Regions from separate parts of the Mus musculus genome. Here region 1 is linked to region 2. The links are chromatin contacts, called in public HiChIP or PLAC-seq maps. All regions are on one chromosome and are shown on one strand. Each heading gives the region's core, a stretch centred on a gene start, on an enhancer-like site or on the middle of the called end of the contact. The rest is flanking DNA. Distances are from core to core; before and after follow the strand shown.

Region 1 (2,859 bases), core at 127-2,626, 230 kb before region 2:
TGGCACTGGCAGAGCCTCTCAGTAGACAGCTATATCAGGCTCCTGTCAGCAAGTACTTGTTGGCATCTACAATAACGTCTGGGTTTGCTAACTGTATATGGAATGGATCCGTAGGTGGGACAGTCACTGGGTGGCCTTTCCTTCAGTTTCTACTCCAAACTTTTGTCTCTGTATTTCCTCCCATAGGTATTTTGTTCCCCCTTCTAAGAAGGACCAAAGTATCCATACTTTGGTCTTCCTTCTTCTTGAGCTTCATGTGGTCTGTGAAACTATAATTCTATTATCACCTTTGAAAATTACTTTGATAATATGCTTTTACTTGTGATCCATCAAATCTACCAGGGGTTCTAGTTCCTGTTAACAGAAGTGGGATTAGAGGTCAGGACTAAGGCACTAAGCATTCTCATTGCTTCCACCCCTGTCATCACTCTTAGTTACTGAAACAGACAAGTCTTTGATTCCCTGGACCTCCACTCCCCTCAGACCTCATCCTCCAGGGTAACTCGTCTCCCTTTTCTGTGGTTACATAGTTTATATTGCTGTTACCGTCTCATACCTTGTTCTAGATGATGGTCTCAGGCACCCTCCTCTCACTTTCTAGCTTTCCTGTTGCTCTGACAGCAATAATCTGGGTTTTTAGGGATTGTCCAACTCTACTCCCTTCACTCAGTCTTACTGGTGTCACTGACCCTCTCTTTTTTTCTTTCCCACACTTTCTGGCTTAGATTCCATAAAGTTATGACATCCATGTAGATGATTTCAAATTGTGCTTGGATAGTCTATCAATTTTGTACACAAGGGGGAAGAGAGTCTAGGGTTAAAGGATTGATGCCGAGGAAGATGGTATTCTTGATTAACACTCACACCTGATATGAAAAGGTAAACCAACTCCATGGGCCATACTGTAAATCTAAGATTATCAAACTACAGTGCAGGCAGCTTAGTTACATATTCCACTCGTCTCTCAGAGCCAGGCAGGACTGTTCACACAACGGCCCTTGGCCCTTCGTCTCCAAAACCTCAGCTCTCCTTACTCCTGCTTAGCTGCATCCAGGATGCATCCCGAAAGGCTACACATACCCCTAGATAAAATCTTATCAAAAATGGATTGTTCAGTATCTGTCAGTGTCCCAGTCATTTCTCAAGTGCACAGAAACCATCCTTTATCTTAACTATGCAGCGCACACGCTGTGCCCTGTTTTTGCTGTATCACTATTTCCTCCCTTTCCCATGGGTAACTCTCACAAGCATGTAGCAGCTTTCCTTTCTAGAAAATCTCACCAGTCCCTTTCTGCACCTCCTGTTTTAACCTCCCCATTTACTAAGACAACCCTTATCAAAGTCACATCAGACCCGCACATCGGCAAAACCGTGGTTCTCAACTGACGCTGAGCAGCACCTGACACAGCTGATCGGACGCTTCTTTCAACACTTTCCCAGCTGCCTTATGAACATAACCACATTCACTGTCCTCTCTGGGCTAGCCATTCATAGGTGAGATTCACTTCTCTGTACTGGTTCCTCCTCCTCATTGTCCTAATCTTTAACCCCTTCTTGTCCTGAGATGAGTGCTCTAAATGCACCAAATCCAGCAGCGCTGACAAGTAGGTTAGGTTCGTCTTTGTTGTGAGACGCTGTCTTATGCTCTGTAAGATGACTTGGCAGAACCCTTGACTGTGAACAACTAGACACTAGCTCCCCCAACAGCAACAACAACAAAACCCTGGCAGCTTAATACATCCACAGATAACGGAATATGTGCTGGGAGAAGGGAAGAGTGAACAGAAAATCCTCTTTGGCTGAGGACCACGGAAGTGTACTGAAGATCCTGTCCTGTCTTCTCATGAGTTCTCCAGATGGACTTACTGAGCGCAGTAACTTCTCAGCCTATATGCCCAACCAAAGCAAACTGTTGATTCTCCTCTTCCTCAATCTTCTAATCTCAGCACATGAGATGCCTCACTGTGTGCACCCTGGGCTAGTAACCCTGGGATTATTTTTTACTCTATCATTCTGCATGTTCAATTTATTGTTAATTACCTCACACCAGATCCATGCTTTTAGCTTTGAGGACTAAGGGTATCTTAGCATTTACAGTGATTTACTTTATATGAATTCATGTACGCCCAAAAGTGTGTATGTGAACCATGTGCATGCATGAGCCTGTGACATCACAGGAGCTGTCACATCTCTGGAAGTGGATTTTCAGAGGGTTGTGAGCCACCACTGGGGTAAAGAGCAACCACGGCCGGGTCCTCTGCAAGGGTAGTAAGCACTCCTAACTCAGACCATCCCTCTTAGTTCTTTGTACTTCGTACCTCATAGTTTCCTTTCCCCGCTCCTTCTCTCTTCACTTTATCCCTTCTTTCCTTTCTCTCCCCCTTCTCCTCTCATTTGAGACTATCCCTCATTCTGTAGCCCTGGCTGGCTTAGAGCTCACTATTCACCACAGACTAGCTTTCAAACTTACTGCAATCCTCTTGCTTCAACCTCTTGAGTGTTGAGATTATAGGCATGAGCCACCACACCTGACAATAGTAGTATTTCAAGTTAGATGTAGAGCTAACCAAAAATCCAACACAAACTTAAAATTAATAGTAATATTTGTGTACTATATAAATGTACTTAGTTTGTCTGATACTTAACATAAAAATTTATAGTTTTTCCCATGAGTTAGCTCTTATTTTGATTTAATCCAATCAATAATTTCTTTCAATGTTTATCTGAAATCAATGATTATATTCTATATCCATGTAGATTTGTATTATCTGTATATTTTTAAAATAGCATGTTAGCTCACTGATAAAAATCTGTATAAGAAAAAGTACGGACATATTTTCTCCATGACAAACTGTTATT
Region 2 (2,700 bases), core at 51-2,550:
CTAATAGACACTTAGCAGAAGGACACTACAAACCCAAATGAACATGGGCTGCTCAAAAGTCATGATTAAATTAAGCATCTGAGCAACTGCACAACAGCCTTACAGGGGATTTTTAACCTTTTGAAGTTACATTCTGAGATTTGCAAATATTCACATATGTTGAAAACCTGGAAGTATTTGGAGTTCCCTTTTAGATTCCTAGTTTTGTTAATAAAAGAATGCCAAAGCTTTTTTTAAAGGGCAATACTATTAATTTGGAATTAAAAACAAACAAAACAAAACAAAAAAAAAAGGTAGCCAAGGGGATGGAGAAGAGGAGGAAAAAGACAAAAGTTACATCTTTAGGCATAAAGGGTCCAATAACACTGCCTTGTTCAGAAATGAAGGTCTACCAGTACTTCCGGGAGGGGGCAGGTATTCAGAAATGAGAAAGCCCATTATCAGCAGAAAGCTTGCTTAGGCTTTTGGCCATCCACTAAAGAAAAACAGAGGCAGGTGTTAGGCTTTTCTGAATTAGAACCCAGAAAACCAAGCAAGCTTACTACTGCCACAGGGCAGAAGGAAGCTCCTTCAAGGAGTGCCATCTTGGGATGTGTAAGTGCTGCGTCGTATTAATGGAATAATTATCCCTCCCACCTCTTTAACACATCTCCAAGTGAATCCTTTTTCCTGGATAGTGAACTCCTGGCCAGCTTAATGGAGACAGTATGTAATGTAGTATGTAATGTTATCGGGATGCCAAGTCTCTACTTGGAGCAGGGATATTACAGGAATTGACCAGAAAGCCTAAGGAGAGGCAGTAGTTAGGTTTTTCTTTCTAGTGTTACCAGGGAAACCAGAGGTGGAATGCAAAGTTAACCAAGCATGAGAGCATCCACCCTCAAAGGTTTCTGGGGCCTATCTAGTTACCTAAGGGAATATGGTTAGGTAAAGGAGTAGACCCAGCAGTTCCCACAAGTTGCCTGGTCTTGCCTATGGGCACGGTAGGACCAGGAAAACAGCATGCAAAACACAAAACGCTCCACAGACCCCCCAGGCCTGGGCCATGACTTAAATTCAGTTTAGCTCCGGGCAGGGAGGCAGGTTACCACCCTAGGGCACCTGGCTGGGTCCCACCATAGACCCGGGCCCTGGCTCCCGTCATCCGGCATCAGCCGCATCGGGGATCAGCCCTCCGGGGATACCGAGCCCACGTGGAGGAGCCTCGGCCGCCTCACGCCGCGCACCAGGAAACAAGGGCCGCGGGAGGCGCGGTCGCGCCAGTGTGACCTCAGCCGGGCCCGGCGCGCTCCCGGCGGCGTGGGACGTGCGCGCGCAGGCGGGCGGCGGGGCACGCGGAGCGATCGGCGGCGGGTAAGCCTGACGGGCGGCGGGCGGCCCCGCTGCTGACCTCGCGTCCGGCGGCTCGGGCCGCGGCGTTCTGCGGCCCGAGCCACCTCGGGACCGGGGAAGAACCTGCGGGGCCGTCCGGCGCACTGCCTCGTCACCCGGAGTTAGGCGAACTCCCGGCAGGCCCCACGCCGCGTGTCTGGCCGTTCACCCATGTTTCTCTAAAATTGAAATCTTTCTCTGTATAGGTGTGAAGAAAAAACAAAACAAAACGATGACAATCCAATGGGCGGCGGTTGCCAGCTTTCTTTATGCTGAAATAGGACTCATTTTACTCTTCTGTCTGCCCTTTATTCCTCCACAGAGGTAGGAAACCGTCAGATCCTTAACAGTACCAAATGTTTGATTAGCTTCTTCAGGCTACGGCGTGCGATGCTCTTTGTAAGGTTAGAAAGTTTTGGGAGGGCCGGCGGGGTGGCTCAGTAGGTAAAGGGCCCTTGCAGCCAAGGGAGAGAATTTCAGTTCGATACCCAGAAACCACCTGGTGGAAGGGGAACCGACTCCACAAAGTTGTCTTCTGACCGCCACACTTCCACCCTGGGACGCCCAGAAACACCCATGCACGCACATAAACACATGATGAATACACATGCATACATACAACAAATGGATAATTAAATAAAAGATGGGAGCCAATTATATAAAAGGTAGTCTTTAAAAATGAAACTCAAATTTGCAATCTGGTAACTATTAAAATTCTACTTTATATAAAGCTTGATTCTGTGTACAAATAGATTTTCACCTCCTTTTTAAAAGAACCTAGGTTTTTTTGGGGGGTGGGTGTCTTGATTACAGGTATAATAAAGCCATGGTTATGCCTTGGACATCTTTCCTGTCTATATATCTATATTCTCTCTCTCCTCTCTCCTTCCTCCCCCTTCATCCTCTTCCCCCACCCCCCACCGCCTCTTCATTTCTCTCCTTCCTCTTCCCCCTCTTCCTCTCTCCCTCCCCTTCCCCTAAACTGCCCTGCATTTGAGCAGAGAAATAAAAGGATGGGTGCAAAACTGTTTACTTGGGACAATAAAATGGACTGGCTCAGGGTCCACGCAGTCTTTCAAAAACTTGAAACTCCTCATCTGCTTGGTTTGCAGCTCTTCTCTGTCCTGGTCTCCACACCATGCCCTTTCCTTCCCTCACAAGAAGCAGTAACTCATACTGTAGGAAGGGATGTACCAAGTTCTTCCCACCAACCATGGGTTCTATAGATCACATGCTTAAGGCCAGAAAGGCTCTGTTCCATAACCTAAGTCACCTAACTGGTCAGTGTCAGACTCCAGATGAGATCCTTAGCTTACAGTCACACAATGC

Evidence for each region. HiChIP or PLAC-seq counts read pairs in DNA pulled down with a chosen protein or histone mark.
Region 1: an H3K4me3 HiChIP or PLAC-seq map of the SCID.adh cell line shows a contact between it and region 2, with 14 read pairs. The contact joins the enhancer-like site here to the promoter of Bcap29 in region 2. A contact is called at or near these places in 1 of 39 promoter capture datasets (cranial neural crest), 1 of 115 datasets of contacts at active chromatin or transcription factors (the SCID.adh cell line) and 2 of 9 other capture datasets (adipose tissue and liver).

The regions. Positions count from the first base shown.
Region 1 is chr12:31,861,653-31,864,511 of GRCm38.p6, reverse strand. The region is part of intron 14 of Cog5 (component of oligomeric golgi complex 5); the gene reads right to left. Among named protein-coding and RNA genes, the nearest start is that of Hbp1, 87 kb to the left of the region's middle. Within about 2 kb of position 1,376, at least 14 of the 459 cell types and tissues checked have an H3K27ac peak or open chromatin away from gene starts, as enhancers often do. A contact at or near this core is called in the SCID.adh cell line, where this site is marked.
Region 2 is chr12:31,633,258-31,635,957 of GRCm38.p6, reverse strand. Bcap29 (B cell receptor associated protein 29) reads left to right here and starts at 1,300. Exons shown (of 8, transcript NM_001164090.1): 1 at 1,300-1,353; 2 at 1,578-1,695. The coding sequence starts at 1,604.